Regions from separate parts of the Sus scrofa genome. Here region 2 is linked to region 1. Evidence: chromatin contacts called from public promoter capture Hi-C data. All regions are on one chromosome and are shown on one strand. Each heading gives the region's core, a stretch centred on a gene start, on an enhancer-like site or on the middle of the called end of the contact. The rest is flanking DNA. Distances are from core to core; before and after follow the strand shown. Region 1 has its middle 120 kb from the start of CACNB4. Region 2 holds the start of ARL5A (ADP-ribosylation factor-like protein 5A).

The links. Promoter capture Hi-C pulls out the DNA fragments that hold promoters and counts their contacts.
Region 2: a contact with region 1 is called in a promoter capture Hi-C map of fetal liver, with 2.7 times the contacts expected there. The contact joins the promoter of ARL5A here to the enhancer-like site in region 1. A contact is called at or near these places in 3 of 5 promoter capture datasets (fetal liver, fetal skeletal muscle and liver), 8 of 47 Hi-C or Micro-C datasets (embryonic fibroblasts, fetal skeletal muscle, liver and 1 more) and 1 of 2 datasets of contacts at active chromatin or transcription factors (skeletal muscle).

Annotation. Positions count from the first base shown.
Region 1 is chr15:282,118-287,625 of Sscrofa11.1, reverse strand. No RefSeq gene overlaps it. Among named protein-coding and RNA genes, the nearest start is that of CACNB4, 120 kb to the left of the region's middle. Within about 2 kb of position 2,020, at least 1 of the 83 cell types and tissues checked has an H3K27ac peak or open chromatin away from gene starts, as enhancers often do. A contact at or near this core is called in fetal liver, where this site is marked.
Region 2 is chr15:465,243-470,750 of Sscrofa11.1, reverse strand. ARL5A (ADP-ribosylation factor-like protein 5A) reads right to left here and starts at 2,826. Exons shown (of 6, transcript XM_021076258.1): 1 at 2,443-2,826. The coding sequence starts at 2,488.

The DNA.
Region 1 (5,508 bases), core at 771-3,270:
TGAGGCCTTTTCTCACAAGGTTCTCAACTCTGGTACCTTTTTCTGGTAGGTGTGGGAAGAAAGGACAAGAAAACATCTAGGGTAAGGTCAGGGTCAGAGATGCTGAACCATGTTTTTGGGTTTTTTTTAACACCTTTTTTCTGATCAAGACTTTATGCATAAGCTTTCCTCCTGTTAGGAAACATATTTTTGATCACTAACTATATCTAGAAACACTCTTTGAGACAAAGTAATTTGTAGATACCATTTTTGTTTGACCCAGGAAGCCCAGACCTACTTTCAGAGACAGGAACTAGGAGCCTGGGGCCCAGGAGAAATGATTTTCACAAGAGCCAATGAAAGTTGAGTCAGGCCAGAAGAACGCAGAGCAAAAGTGGCAAAGCAAAGGTGAAACAATATAGCAGTGAGAAACCTGTAGGCCAGGGAAGGCTAACAAATTGCATGAGGTGCCAGGTAAGTACTTACAAAGCAGGCTAGTTCCAGAGGCTAACACTCTGAACAAAGGGGCACAGGCCCTGGACCAATCTCAAAGTTGAAATAGGAGTTCCCATTGAGGCTCTGCAGAAATGAATCCAACTAGTATCCGTAAAGGTTTGGGTTCAACCCCTGGTCTTGCTCAGTGGATCAGGGATCCAGTTCTGCTGTGAGCTGTGGTGTAGGTTACAGACAAGGCTCAGATCTGGCATTGCTGTGGTTGTGGCATAGGCTGGCAGCTGCAGCTCTAATTTCCCCCTAGCCTGGGAACTTCCACATGCCATGGGTGCCTCCCTAAAAAGCAAAAAAAAAAAAAAAATAATAAAAATAAAAAATAGGAGTTCCCGTCGTGGCGCAGTGGTTAACGAATCCGACTAGGAACCATGAGGTTTCGGGTTCGGTCCCTGCCCTTGCTCAGTGGGTTAACGATCCGGCGTTGCCGTGAGCTGTGGTGTAGGTTGCAGATGTGGCTCAGATCCCGCGTTGCTGTGGCTCTAGCGTAGGCCAGTGGCTACAGCTCCGATTAGACCCCTAGCCTGGGAACCTCCATATGCCGCGGGAGCGGCCCAAAGAAATAGCAAAAAGACAAAAAAAAATAAAATAAAATAAAATAAAATAAATAAATAAATAAATAAAAAATAAAGTTTAAATAGATCAATCCAAACAAAGGTATTTAGAGAAAATCAGTCTCATGCGCCAGATGTCCTCATACTGAGGTTTACATTTTACTATCTATAATCTGGAGAGTCCCTTTTCTATACAATGTCTCACTGTCTCCTTAAGCAAACGTCATTGCCTGCCCTGCCTGCAACTAGTAGCTACATCATTTAGGCCAGGTCCCTTTTATCCACTGATTCCACTGGCCTTGCAAATTCTTGCAATGAATTTTGTGCCTAAGCAAAGATAGAAAACCATCTCAGCCTTGAGGCCCATGTGTTGATCGAGGCAAGAATTAAGATACATTTGCAGAAACTTTGGGTTTTAAGTTTTTCATAAGTTTATATTCAACAAGACACATTCGAAATTATTACTGGCCCACTGAGTAACTCCAAAAGGTTGGCAACATGACTATTCCCTCAGATACACACCAGGAGTGTTCTTGTCCTTTGGATAAGGTGAGTAAAAATGTACCTTGAAAACTCTCCCAGGTATGACAGTAAAACCACAAGGCCAATGCCACCAGGAAGTCAAATGAAGAAACCTCCTATGTGAACTTTCTGAGTGTAAGATTTGTGGCTTGTAGTTGTTCAGTCATGTGCTTACCATAAAAAAAAAATAAAAGAAGCAGCAGCTTACATAAGCATTAGCAAAAAAAGAAAAAAAACTCAGGCGCTAAATTTATAGATAAAATGATTCAAAGCATAATACCCTTAACAGAGACACTTCATGAAAGCCTGTTTGGCACTTGGAAGATGGTGGAGCTTGGCAATATCACCTGGCACTTGAGCCTCACATTGGAACACAGCCCACCAGTACCTGTTAGAGCCATCAGGTGCTCCCGAGATGAAGCAAAGCTTGCCTTGGCCCAGTTTACCACACAGCATTTGCTCCATGTCCTCAAATAGTTTCCTAATTCTCCCAGATTGTTTGAACATGCAAACAAGTTCAAGGCAGTTCAAAGGCTACGGAGGGAAAAACCTCCTTTCAGATGAACAGCTGGAGCAAGTCCATATGGAAAAGAAAGGCTGTCTTCTGGTTTGATGTTGCTTTTCTTGTATGACCCTGCACACGAGGACTCCAGCCACGGTCATCCTACTGACCATCTACCTGGACTCAAGGAAGGCACTGCTGATGGTCCATGTTAGAATGGACACTTTGAAAGTTTGTGTGTTTGCAGATACCATACAATGAGCCAGCCTGGAGAGAGCCTGAACAGCACAACCAAAGCATTTATCTTTACTCATTTACTGAATGGGGCTCCAACACGACAAATTCAAGGCTTTACTTCCCATTGGTGCCAGTTTGACTTTGAGGGTCAAGACTTAATCTTCTGCTCAGAAACCCAAGATTACAGAATAAGAAGAGCCCCTTGAGATGAAACATGATTCAGGGGATCGGAGTAGAGAGCTCCAAAGCTCCTAGTGTTGACACAGGGTCAGCCTCTGACTTGCCAGATGACCTTATATAATCCTTCTGGCTTTCTGTTTTCTCCATCTGCAAACTGAAGACTGTGAGTGACTCAGAAATAAATAGCCCAGTATCCACTCCCTTGTTAAGGATTTTACCTTTCTTTCCAATTGGGAGCTAAATAAACCTGCCATTCTTTTCCACTACTAAAGAACACAGCAACTGCAGAACAGTTTCTGATTTTCTTTTGCTTGACCTCCTTGACCGCCTCTCTCCTGAATAGTAGTTTCCAAGACCGAAAATCCAAATATCGTTCCTAGGAAGCTGAAGAAAAGGAGGGAGAGACAAAGTCATAGGAAATGTCATCACACACAGGCAGGGGAAAGGCTCAAGAAAAGCTCTGTTTTCTAAACTGGTAACTGTTACCCGTTGGTTTAAGAAAAAATGACATGGATCTAGGAGTTCCCGTCATGGTGCAGCAGAAACAAATCCCACTAGGAACCATGACGTTGCGGGTTCAATCCCTGGCCTCGCTCAGTGGGTTAAGGATTGGGTGTTGCTGTGAGCCGTGGTGTAGGTCACAGATGCGGCTCGGATCTGGCGTTGCCATGGCTCTGACATAGGCCAGCAGCAACAGCTCCAATTAGACCCCTAGCCTGGAACTTCCATATGCCACAGGTACAGCCCTAAAAACAAAACAAAACAAAACAAAATGACATGATCTAGTCCCAAGAGTTGAAGTGTGCTGATGGCTGTATTAACATACATCACAGGGGAGTTCCCACAGTGGTGCAGCAGGTTAAGGATCTTGCATTGCTACAGCTATGGCATAGGTGGCAGCTACAGCTTGGATCCCCAGCCTGGAAACTTCCATATGCCACAGGTTGGGAAAAAAAAAAAATCACACGATATAATGCCAATGGATTTTTTTTTCACTAAGAAAAAATATTTACACTCTGCGGTAGGTTAAATGATGGCTCCCAAAAGATATGTCCACATCCAAAATTCCTGGACCTTCTTGTTGAGATCTCACTTGGAAAAAGGGTCTTTGCAGATGCAATTAAGTATAGGATGTTGATATGCTATCACCCTGGATGATGCAGGTGGATCCTAAATCCAGTGGCAAGTGTCCCTTTAAGAGACAGATGAAGAGAAGACACAGAGACACAGAGGAGAAGGCAATGTGAAGGAGGAGGCAGAGACCAGAGTGATGCAGCCACAAGTCAAGGAGGCCAACAGCCATCAGAAGCCGGAAGAGGCAAGGAACGGAATCTCCCCTAGAGGTTAAAAGGAAGGTGACCCTGTTGACAGCTTGACTTTGGACTTCCAGCCTCCAGAACTGTGAGGAAATTAAGTCTGTTGGTTTATGCCACCAACTTTGTGGTAATCAGTTACAGCGGTGACAGGAGACGAACACACACTCCATCCGTCTACAGTCATACCCCTAAATTACCCTCTTATTAATATATTAAAATGTCCTTTTCACTCCTGCCATGCCAGTTATATAGGATCCATCATTTGAGAACACTTCTCAGAGTTCTGCAGCTATTACACTGGAACATGTAACAACTGCTACCTAAAGATCTCCAAGTTCAGTCAGTCTTCTAGAAATGAATGTTTATCAAATAGTTGAAACAAAGTAAGCTGAAACCTACGTGAAAAGCAGAAAGAGCATAATCTGATGTCCCCAAATCTGGTTTTGTATCCTAGGTCTGCCACATATTATCTGTACAAATTTAAGTCTTAATTTCTCTGACCCTCAGCTGTCTTTCTTGTAAAGTGTGTGACTGACTGGAGGCTGTACGGAAATCAACAGCGCTTGTCACCCTTACTCTCAATGCTTCATTTGCCCTCTGCAAACAGCCTCATGGAGGCACTAAGGAATCCACTGAGATCAATGATGGATGCAGTTAATAACTGGCCACTCATGACAAATCTGTATCAGATACACACCCTAGAATGTCTGTTGGTACAGCTGACCTCTCTCCTGAATTTCAGCCAAGCTGTGAGAATAGTCTGTACATGGGCAGACAGGCCCACAGCCAGGCTTCCCAATGGGTGTGTGAGCAGGGCAGCAAGCGACTGAGCCCTCCAACAAAGTGGGACAAGCCTGGTGAGCCTCACTCCACTCAGAGCCCAAAGATACCTCTGCTTCTCTGTTACCTCAGTGCCAATGCTCCCACTCCAAGACAGAGCCCAAATTTTAGAAAACTGTTCTTGCAGCTCTAGCCTGGGGACAAATGCTGCCACCAGCTGCTCAGCATGAGGAAGCAGGTGCAAATGGGGTGTCTTAATTAATTACCCTGATAATCAATCATTCCAAGGACTCCTCCAGACTTCCACTAGATGGCACTGTGATGCTTCTTCCCAGCTCCAGGGCAAAGAACAGGCTCTCCCTAAGCAAACCAATAGGTCAGTCAGATCCTTTTGAGCTTTCTGCTATGTTAGCTTTTAAAATCCAATCTTATCTGCTGGTATCCCCCAGAGAAGCCTCAAATTTCTTATCAGGTGGCAGTACTCTTTCCTGTTTGCCAGCTCTGTTATTAATTTTCTTCTCAAATTTTTGGGGAAAATCATTTCAATGAGACGAATGCTACATCATTCCATCATCTTGACAAAAGTGCGCCTATTTTAAAAATGCACTGATTAAAAAAAAAAAAAGCACTAATGGGTTCCTCTATCCCTTCTCTAATTTACTCAACCAAAGCCTGCAGGGATGGGGCCTAATAAGTGTGCAATTTCTTAAAACCCCTCAGGTGATAGTGATTCTGATTCGCTGCCAGAGCTGAGAGCATTAAACCTCTTGGTATAATTAAGGCAGCATGCACAGTACAAAATAAATCTTTAGCAGCCACTTCACCTTGTTTAGGTACCAGGCTATGCCACCCTAAAAGTTAATTGAAAATTACCAATCCAACTCCAGGACATAACTAGTATTTTGCAGCCTAAACCCCCTTTCAGTGGGTG
Region 2 (5,508 bases), core at 1,577-4,076, 180 kb before region 1:
TATTAAAAAATGATGCCAGTCACTTCTTTAAGAAGACCAGTACCAAGGACATATTTCTGCAGTGTTTTAACTCTGGCATTCACCAATCTGCATCACCTAGTAAAATCATTCTAGAACCTAGTTTCCTCTTTTCAGGAGAAAAGAATAACTACTTCAAAGGATTTTAGAAACATTTAAAAAAAAAAAAAAAAAGATACATTCAACATCCAGGACAAAGTTTGTACCCTATTGATTTAAACAGCATGTGAATGCAACCTCTGGTTTTTCAAGTTTGAGCAATATGCAATTAGCTTTCACTGTGTACTCAACCTAGCTGAGCTTAAACTGAAAAAGCTGTTCTAAAGGGAGTTCAGAAAAGAAATGGCACAGAGTTTGTTCTATCAGCATAGAAAACTCTGTAATCCCCAAAATCTTCCAAGAGTTTATGTGAAAAGAACATAGGGTTGTGTTCTGTATCTTATAAAGGTAAAATAAAACATCTAAGATATATCTGACACACACATAAAAGACATATACATCCAATTTACAGAACTAAAAAGACTAAAAAGCACCTGATACTAGATTTAATGGTGAACACTGTGACCTTACTGATAAGACAACGACATCATTTAACAGAAGAGAAATAGTTTATTCACATTTTCACAACACTGACATCTAAATTAGAACTTAACCTCACTTAATTCCTCTTACTATTAATTCCCAACATTGAAATAAAGGTCCAGTCAAAAATTACCACAAAGTATAGGTAATAAGAACACTACTCAGAGATTTTTAGTGGTAACAAAGAACATCTCATTACTTACTACTGGCATGTAGCTGTTGGCAAAGTTCTAATTCATTCTTAAATTACAGAGACAAATAATTTTATCATTGACTCAAAATAGAAAGTAGAGACATCTAATTTTGCTTGCAGTACTGGAGCTCAATTAACAAGCAAAGTCTTTTTAAATTTCATAGCAGAACTGAAATTTACTAGCTTTGCTAAAAATAATACAAAATGATGGATTTAAAAGCCAGAATAGATCTTATCTATTATAAGCACCACCCATTTTACAGCAATTTTAAATTTCAATTCTTGAGACCTAGAGATTAAGTTTTGTGGACTTCAGTCATATATAGTCAAGATCCCAGCTGTTCTAGGGGAGCTCCAGATCCAGGGAGGTGAAGTGACTGGTTCCCCCTTGCCCTCTCCCAACAGAAACAGCCAGCCAGAGGCTGTGTAGATTAAAACTGGCTTCATCCAGTTTATGAAAATTCCCCATATCATTTGAAAATCATCTGAAATATTACTCTTTCATTTAGTACCATGTGACCTACATTATCATCTTTAGTTTTTTTAAAAAAATACTCTAGAGATCACAAGTTCCTAGTTCTGCTCCCTTTCCACAGTCTTCTTACAGGAGCAGCAGGATCAAACAGGAGGCGGGACGGTGGTACATAATAGATGCCACCATTCCTTTAAGTCTTTACTGGAAAATCTTAGGCTGTGACACTACTACTAGCTTACACAAGAGGAAAACACAAACTAAGTTACTGACAGCAGGGATGATGAATCACCCAACTTGAGTTAAAATGAAACAAAAGTACACCAATAACTATGCTGTATCTTAAGCACCATGGAGTCTTTTTCCTAAAATTGTATCTTCCTTCCCCAGTTTTACATTTATTTTGGAACATATTTCAATAAATCTGATATGCATTTCAAGGCACTGTTTTGAGTTTAGATGAACTTGAGCGTCTCTTTGACCACACACTCTACACTTGGTAACTTACTAGTTACCTACACTTAACAAACACTTCATACGATATGGTTTTTAAATGCTTTCAATAAAACACCTTAACATTTCTAATCCAGCCCCCAAACCCTCTACTTTACTAACCAACACGAGTAGGAAAATGACCTTAAACAGATATAAATACGGCAAACGGAGAGGACCATCACTACTCAGGACGCCTAAGTGGCTTCTCCCGGGTGGGGGAGTGCAGGGAAGACTCTCATAAACCTGAGGTGTACTGGACAAGTCAAGAGCGATTGCTCACGTTTTCCGCATTCAGCAACCCTCGGTAATGCTCATCCCAGAGAACCTCAGCATTTCTCCGTGGCATGCAAACCTCCAACTGTTCAAGGAAAATGGACCAGGCTATGCAGCTCGGGGGGTCGGACGGGGGGCAAGAAACCGCCGCTCACAACTGAAATCGGAGCAATGGGTGTATTTGCGGAATGGACTTCTTAGGAAGGTCTCCTAAGACAAAGGGCTGCGAGTCGGGAACCATTCCTTAGCTGGGCGTGGGATCGAACCGCCCCAGGCCCGCATCCCCAGCAGCCGGGAACCAGAGCCGAGACCGCGCCGCCCACACTCCGGAAGTGTTCGGAGACCACCCCCCAACGCGTCCAGGGCTGACCCTCTCCCCGACCCGTACGCGCTCGGCCCCAGCCCCTACCCTGGTGATTGAACAGTCTCCATATCCTGGTGAAGAGAATTCCCATTCTCGGGCAGCGGACCCCCCTCCAGCCACCCGGGCCTCCTGGCCTCCCCCAGCTCAGGCTCAAGGGGAGGAAAGAGACGCGCCGGAGCCTCCGTCTCTGCCGCTGCTGCTCCCGCGCTGGCCGCCGGCCCGCTTCCTAGGAACCGGAGGGAGGCCGCAGCCCAGGTCGCCCTCCCGTGCGCGAGGCCCCGCCGCTGCCGCCGCGGCTCTCGCCTGGCTCGCGGACATCGCCGCCGCGTTGTCTGCGACGAGCCTCGCGGGCCACCGTCCTCCCCCAGCTCCTCTCGGGCGGCTGCGGCGGCGGCGCCCAGGCGGGCGGGGGAGGCGAGGGGCGGGGCGAAGCGGACGGGAAGGCGCAGGCGCACGGCTGGAGGGGCGTGGCCTGGAGAAGGGCGCCTGCCCGGCCCCAGCTGATCTGAGAAAACCAGGCGACCTGTAGGCGGCGGGACGAGCCCGGGGATCCAAGCGCGCAGGGTGCTGGTTGGGGCTGCTGGCTCTCGTCTGCTTGCGTGGGCGTCTCAGCGAGCTTTGTTTTTCTCTGCATTTCTTCCACAGAGCCATAATGTGAACATGTTATTGAGTGCACATCCCCAACCCTGCGTTCACACCGCACCCAAGTACCACGTCCCGGCCTTCATAAGCGCGGCATTCCTGCAGGGTCTTTGAGAGAAGCTCAGCACCTTTATCTCTGAAACTTTTAGGCCTGAACACCCAGCAGGGTGACCTTACCTAGGCAGTCGCTTTAGGGCTATTCTGTACCTCAAGGCTATTCCCTCTCCAATCTTCCTCCCCTTTCAGGCCAATGTTGTCCGAAACAAGATCAAGTCACTCCCATGTTTTCAGGCCAATCTTGTCCGATCTTGATCGAGTCACTCCCATGTTTAAAATTGTTTAGTGGCCACTAGAGCTATTTGAGCAGTAAAATCCAAATGCTTTAGATACGCATTGTTCTCCACAGTTTGGCTTCAGCCGTCCTTTCCAGCTGTAACTCCCATCATTCCAAGCTGGTTAAATAGGTGGTCAAATGTTCTGTCTGCTCTTTTAGGCTTCTTGCCTGAACACTTTGAACAGCTGTGCCACATACTATGCAAGAGTCACACTGTTTCATCAACCCTCTGCTGTGGGATACTTAGTTGAAAACTAGAATATAAGCGAATAATTAGGTAACTTGATATCAGAGTTCTTGTTTCAGGTGTTATTTTTTGGCTAGGCAAGTTACTTAACCTCTCTTTGCCTCCACTTTTTATATGTAAAAGCAGAGGGTTTGTTGCTGAGGTCTTTCTTTGATTCTGGACCATCTGATGCCTGTAGTAATTAGTCTCCACTCTTGTTAGAGGCAAAGGTGGGAAAAAAGAAACCAAGGTTGTTCTCTTCCACAAAGAAACCAGAAACAGCTCGAATCCCTTCTCTTCTCCTTAACTTTGGTAAAAAGGAAGAGAAAGAAAAAAGTGGGGGAACTGTAAAAGATATTTTGAACAGCTCCTGCCTACACACCCACTCATCTGCAAGAGCTAAGGAAATTAGAACCAGCAATAAACTATACTTTTCCACCCCACTTCTAGCCATACACTATCTCTTCTCAATATATACAAAATACCTCATTTGAGTAAGAACTCAAGACAATCTACATTTTTTCTTAGTCGTCTTGAGCTAGAAAACTTGTACCTGTAAAGCAAAGGGCAGCATTGAGGACAGAAACGTGTCTCTTTTTAAACAATTGTTCAGGAAAACGTCCTTTGTTTTCCTTTGGGACTTATGGTTAAAAAGCCTTTATGAAGGGAAAGAAAATTGCTATATTAATCCATTTTAACTTGTGGATTGTTGTGTTTGTAGTTACATAATAAAGTACTCTCTAGGCTATTTAGAAAAACAATATTGTTTGCATAATCAATTTACATTAACCCTCTAATAATTCCATTCTTGTACACTACAAGTAATGCTTTTGGCAGCTCTAAAACTTTTTGCAAACTCTCCACACATCTCTGTCAATTTATTAAATGGATGTCATATCCACATTAACTTGTGAAGTTTGGGCTTCATATTTTATAATCTTCATTAAAGAGATGGTCTTATAGATTATTTTCTTTTAAAAATCTTTTTTTTTTTTTTTTCTTTTTTTAGGACTGCACCTACTGCATAGGGAAGTTTCCAGGCTAGGAGTCGAATCAGAGCTGCAGCTGCTGACCTACACCACGCCACAGCAATGTGGGATCCTTAACCCACTGAGCAAGGCCAGGGATTGAACCCACATCCTCATGGATACTCGTTGGGTTTATAACCTGCTGAGCCAGAATGGGAACTCCCTCTGAGATAATTTTCCAAGTGTCTCTCAAAAAGTAAAATTAAATAAAGGGAAAAAAAGGGTGAAATACAAATTTGGAACTACAATAGAAGTAATTGAGAACGTTTATTGACTAGTATGAAGCTATTTATAAAAACAGACTCATAAGACTTTTGAAAGACACAAGAATGTATGCATGTATTTGTGACTGGGTCATCTTGCTGTACAGCAGAAAATTGACAGAACACAGTAAACCACATATAATGGAAAAAATAAAAATCATTATAAAAAAAACTTTTCAAAGACTAATTTATTCATGACTATAGTGTTGTGCAAAATGTCATTGGAGAGACTTCTGCTTCCACTTATAAGGGAGCAGGATGGTCTAGAATTGATCTCCTACTGAACCAGGAGGGAAGAGAGCAAGGCCCAACCTTTAAAAGAATGACATAGCCATGGAGGATAAGATAAAAGCTGGCTAGAACTAATTAGGCCCAATATGGCAGAAGGTTTGACTTCCAGTAGACCTGGAGCCTCATTATATGCTCACTGTAATATATCAGCTAAATGACACACCTATAGGTACCATGACAGTTCTGAGGCCAACTATAAAAGGCTCAAAAGTGGACAGTGGCTCAGTACCCAGAAATCCCTGTCCCTTCCCATTCCTTAGCCTAGTCCTTCACACTCTTTAGCCTGTGAAATTACCCAGCCTATAAGAATGAATGACCCCATATTTC